Linked DNA regions of Danio rerio: region 2 is linked to region 1. A link is a contact called in public Hi-C data. All regions are on one chromosome and are shown on one strand. The core of a region is the stretch at or near the end of the contact, and the rest is flanking DNA. Distances in the headings are between cores, read along the strand shown. Region 1 has its middle 12 kb from the start of si:ch73-31d8.2. Region 2 overlaps rftn1b (raftlin, lipid raft linker 1b).

The links. Hi-C and Micro-C count contacts between places; a contact is called where the count stands out from the background.
Region 2: a contact with region 1 is called in a Hi-C map of skeletal muscle, with 2.2 times the contacts expected there. The contact joins two enhancer-like sites. A contact is called at or near these places in 4 of 18 Hi-C or Micro-C datasets (caudal fin, hematopoietic stem cells, skeletal muscle and 1 more) and 1 of 4 datasets of contacts at active chromatin or transcription factors (caudal fin).

The regions. Positions count from the first base shown.
Region 1 is chr16:53,244,595-53,247,294 of GRCz12tu, forward strand. No RefSeq gene overlaps it. Among named protein-coding and RNA genes, the nearest start is that of si:ch73-31d8.2, 12 kb to the left of the region's middle. Within about 2 kb of position 1,442, at least 1 of the 62 cell types and tissues checked has an H3K27ac peak or open chromatin away from gene starts, as enhancers often do. A contact at or near this core is called in skeletal muscle, where this site is marked.
Region 2 is chr16:53,499,744-53,502,445 of GRCz12tu, forward strand. The region is part of intron 2 of rftn1b (raftlin, lipid raft linker 1b); the gene reads right to left. All of the region lies in intron 3 of LOC100536500 (cysteine-rich venom protein natrin-1), which reads left to right. Among named protein-coding and RNA genes, the nearest start is that of plcl2, 39 kb to the right of the region's middle. Within about 2 kb of position 1,353, at least 1 of the 62 cell types and tissues checked has an H3K27ac peak or open chromatin away from gene starts, as enhancers often do. A contact at or near this core is called in skeletal muscle, where this site is marked.

The DNA.
Region 1 (2,700 bases), core at 192-2,691:
ATAGAACAGAAAAATACTATGGAGGACAATAGCTGTTTTTTCCCCCAAACATTGCTCAGAATTATCTTCTTTTGTTTAAAAGAAGAAGCAAGTGTAGGATGAGTAAACGATGACAAATTGTAATTTGTGGGTGAACCCTCCCTTTGAGAATTGCACATCTTTTTTTTATTACACATTTTGTAAAATCCAGTATGTAGATGTGCAAGTAAGACATTATTTGCTAATTAGCATCTCTACTAACAAAATGTGAACATTGGATTTTACATACTGGGATTTTGGGTCTCTTTCTTTATCAAAATATGTATTGTGAATGAAATCTACAGACACCCATCGATACAATTTGATACAAGTGTATTTTTAATGTTTTCTTTCCATTAGACTGAACAGAAAAATTGAATTGTGCATTGTTTTTGTAAAATTACATGCTTAAATGTGCAAATAATTTTGTGCAGTATTTTATTAAATGCTAATTTGTATTGCCACTAACAAAATCTGAACATTGGATTTGAACTGGGGAGTAAAATAACATTATTATTGCCATACTTGCGCTTATTGATTAATTACATTACATTAAAAGGATACACTGTAAAACCCAACAGTCAACTTTATCAAATGAAATGAGTAAAGTTAACTAAAACTTGACTAAAAGTTAATTCTACTCATTTGAAAAGAGTTTTGAACTCAGTGTTGAATGGATTAAGTTCACAGTACTTACTTAGTATATTTTAAACTCTTATTTTGGTTTAACTCAAATAGTTTGTCGCAGTCAGTTTCCTCAAATGGTTTAAGTTGCCTAAACTTATTGGGTTTGACAGTACTCAGTTGGTTTCATTTATTGGGTTTACTGTGCTCAAATTGCTGTATTTACTCAAATGGATTAAGTTCACAGTACTCATTGGGATTAGTTTTTGAACCTAAATGGTTTGTCGCAATCGTTTTCCTTAAACAGTTTGAGTTACTGTAACTTTTTGGATTTTATAGTGTAATTTCCTCAGTTTACTCACAACCTTTAATGAGTTTCTTTTGTCTGTTGAACGAGATACTAGATCAGTGGTTCTCAAACTGTGGTACGCAGAGTAATCACTGCATAATTAAAGTAAAAAAATGAACACACTTTTAACCCTTTGACGCATACGAGAACACTTATGTAATCAGTAAAGTGATTTTAATAGGCTCAACTTTTTTATTTTATTTTAAATTTTCTAATGTTTTTATTCTATCACTTGAAGGTAATTTCATCACCATACTTGTAACGGTTGTTGGGGGCGTATCCCATGTTTTTCTATTCTAGTGTTGACTGGTATGGTTTAATGACTTGCTTTTCTGACACACAAAGCCTACTCTGACGCATAGTAAGTAGATTTAAATATAATGTGTGATAAATAATTATTGCATGTCTACTCCCCTGAACATTGGATTTTACGTATTGGGATTTTGGGTCTCTTTTTAAATCAAAATATGTATTGCAAATGAAATATACAGACAGCCTTTAGTAAAATTATATAAAAGTGTTTTCTTTCCATTAGACTAGAAAAAAAAAAACCTTTATAACCTTAAAACAGAGTCCAACAAAGCCCAAAATCTCAAAATTGAGAGGTTCCTGAAAAAAAAAAAGTTTCTTCTTGCCTTGACTCACCTTTATTTTGGTTACATTGTCAGAAAATAAGGCAATAAGTCTTATTATAAGTTAGCATCTCAACTAAATGCACTTGTTGTTTGCATTTATTTAAGGATAATGCATTTGCATTATTATTTCTTTGATATTATATTATTGTACTACAATCTGACATTGTGAACAGACCTGTGCACCATTGTTGTATTAGAATGCATGTAAAGTGAAACTCAAAAAACATTTGCACGTCAGCTACAGGAATAAAGGGTGGGTCAAGAACAAGGTTAAGGATACTTGTTAATTCCAGGTTTTTGGCTCCACAAAAGCAATGGTATGACAAGTTTGTGTCCCCCATCTTTATTTATTTATGCAGACTAAAAGGATATGCTTATTTTGCTAAGTGCAGGAATTAGCATGCAGCCTAATTTTAAAATGTAGCTAGTTTCATTTTGACTTGTATGTTGTTATCGATTGCTGCTGTGACATCTGCCAAAAACCTACTCTCTTTTCATTTCATCCTAAAATCATGCAATGTTTTGCATGAAGAGAACAGGTCCATTTTAGGACCATTGAGATGTTTGTTTGCATTGCACCAGTACGACAATTAAGCACTTAACTTTCTTCACATTTCTTAATCTGTTCAGATATTCTAAGTTTTGTGCAGATTTTATTCTTAAAGATGATTCTCATTCGATTCTCATTACTGTGGTATAGTTGAGGGAAATGTACTTAATTGTCATGAATACCATGAAAAATTTCTTAATGATCTTGAGCATAAAGTTTAACTACACTACCTGCCAAAAGGTTTAGGAACAGCAAATAATAACTTGACTTCTAGTTGATCATTTGGTATCAGAAGTGGCTTGTATGAAAGGCAAAAGCCTCTAGATTACGCTTATTTTACCAAAATAAAACATGATCATGGCTTGATTTTTAATTACTTAAATAGGACAGTAAGGTCTGACTTTGCTTAGACAAAAGCCTTGTCACTGAACAGAAATAATGTCCAGTATAGAATATAAAGTCATGATGCAGTGGAAACAGAATGAATATTGTGACTGACTGCCATGAGCTTGGAGGACTGCACC
Region 2 (2,702 bases), core at 103-2,602, 260 kb after region 1:
TAGGGGTGGGGTTAGGTGCCACGCCTCTTTTTTAAAATCGTACATTTAATTTGTACGAATTAGCCACTAAACTGACAAAACGTAAAATACTTACGTTTCCTCGTGAGATCAAGCTGGACACTTGCATTGCGAACTTCACAGGTTATTTCAGGCATTTGTGTTAGTTATGAGATCTTAGGTTTTTCGGCTTTCTGTAAAGTGTATTTTTCAGTCTAATGTAAACAAAGCATCCAAAATACACAACCAGGTAAACTCTGTGTTGTCATCGACTTTCGCTTTAAGATTTAAAGGGCTAGCATTGCACCAGACCCCTGTAAGTGATTTCGTTTGAAAGTGTAGAATCTATATTTTCTGCACGTATGCATCAATTTGGTTTTTACTGTACAAAAGTTATTTACACTTAAATACACAGTATTTTGGAGACCCGAGCTAGGTATTTTACATTGGTTCATTTTCATATTTTTCACATGGTTCATATATGACACATGTACAAGTATAGCTCAAAGAAAGCTCTTGCCAGTGCTCATACGGTTCTAGCATTCTTTTTACTGAATTATTTTAACATATCAAACTGTTGTCGAATGAATCGGGGTGTGAAAAACAATACATTTATGATCAATGAGCAGCCCCAGATAGCACAGACAGCTGTCATCTCTTACCTTATGCTGTGCACTTCAGGGCCATTATTCTCTGTTTTTGAGGTGATGTGCATAAGTAATCCTTTTATATGTCTGATGTGGTCCAAACACAGTGAGATATGTTTGATCAAGCAAAAGAATAGTGAAATATGAAAAGAATGATCGGTCCCTGTGGCTTGCATAGCACCTCTCATCACTTGGAATACAATAACTTTTGCATAGATTATGGGAGAGGCATTTTTCCTATGATTACAGACATGCAGGAACCACCAAAATTAATTACAGCACCCTAGACCACACAGTACCTAAAAGGTACACTTTTAAATTTGAGTTTATAAAAAAAATACAAAAATTGTCACTTTTTTAGGTGTTAATCATAACACAGACAACATATACAGATATTTTAAACACTTCCAATAGTGTTTTATGAAAATTCAAAGGGTTTTCTTTAAAATGATATCACATTTTTGCATTTACATCTCTGCATGTGAATTTAGGAAGCTTTTAAATTTGGGTAGGCAAAATCCAGGCGGAAATCCCAAAATAGCAGCAGTGTTTAACTGGTTGAAGGGATGGTTCACCCAAAGATGTACAATTCCTCACTATAATCAGTGAATTTTTGTACCTTTATGAGTGTCTTTCTTTACAAAATAAGTAATTTTGATCAATACTAGAAACCTGCAGCCATTGATTTAGATAGAAGGAAAAACAAACACCATGCATGTCAATATTTTTCATGCTTTTGTTCTTCACTCTTCTTTCTATTGTAGATTAAACCCTTCTATTCACGTTGATTGTTTTCTTAACTAACATGTACAGTATAACTCCTAATGCTGGTCAACTTTGAGTGTGTGAAATGCTGATTTTGGTGCGATTGCGCCTCCTGCTGTACTGTTGGTGTTAAAACTCATGTTCACATTGCATATTTGAAAGTAGGAAAAGGTTTTATTTAACTTCATTAGAAATGGTGCCACATATCAGCATTTCTATAATATATAAAAAAAAGAATAAAAAAATAAAACATATAGTGTGGTGTTTTCAGAGGGATTCAAAGTCATTTTGAGTAAAGAGTACTTTAAATAAAGAAATCAGTATTTTTGTGGAATAACCCTGATAGTTTTTTTATATTCAGCTTAAGTAGTTTTTTGTCTTTTTGTTTTAAGATACTTTAGAAATGTCATTGTTTTATGTATTTTACTCTTTTTTTTGTTTGTTTATTTTAGGTTATGATAATACACTTTTTTAAGTACACTGCACTGTAAAAAATAATGACAAAAAGACAACAAATATCTTTGATGTTGCTTTCACTTATTGTAATACTTTAATTGGGTTTCAAGTAATTTTTTTTAATTTATACACAGCTTAACTTAATATTTTTGGTCAGTTTGATTGATGTAAGTTGGGATGACTAAAGTTCACCTGACACACAGTATATAATATCAGGCCCGGATTGGCTAATCGGGAGGACCGGGAGAAATCCCGATGGGCCGGTCCGTTTTTTGGCCGCGAGGGCCGGTGTCCCTAGCTGCTTGCACTCTCAGCATTCGCACTTTTTTTCATTTTTTATATTATTTGACCATAGTCTCACTCTTTTTATTCATTATTTTGCCGCAGCTCCTGGCTTTTTATTTGTTTTCTCGCAGCCCCGTGAGCAAAATGCAGCCTGCAGGTTAATGATGACGTAACTATTATTGGACCCCAAACAGCGGCACCTTAGTGAATATAAGAATTCGAATAATTAATATTAATGAATATTAAACCTGCTCAATGAAAATCAGATGACTCACTACATTAATAAATCTGACATAAATTGATCAGAAATCTAGAAAGGGGAGAAAAAGATTAAGTTGTCAATAGACAAGTTTTTAACAATAATGCCATTGTGGTCCAGTGGTCAGCACGTTGCGTTACCACGGTCCAGTACCTGAGTTTGATCCTTACCAATCTAATTGAATATTTTTCCCCCCATTTTTATTGTTAAGACATATAATACTGTTTGGGTTGTTGAACATTTCAACTTATAAAGCAGCTGTTTTCTTAAAAAATATGTGATAGTGTCATTAG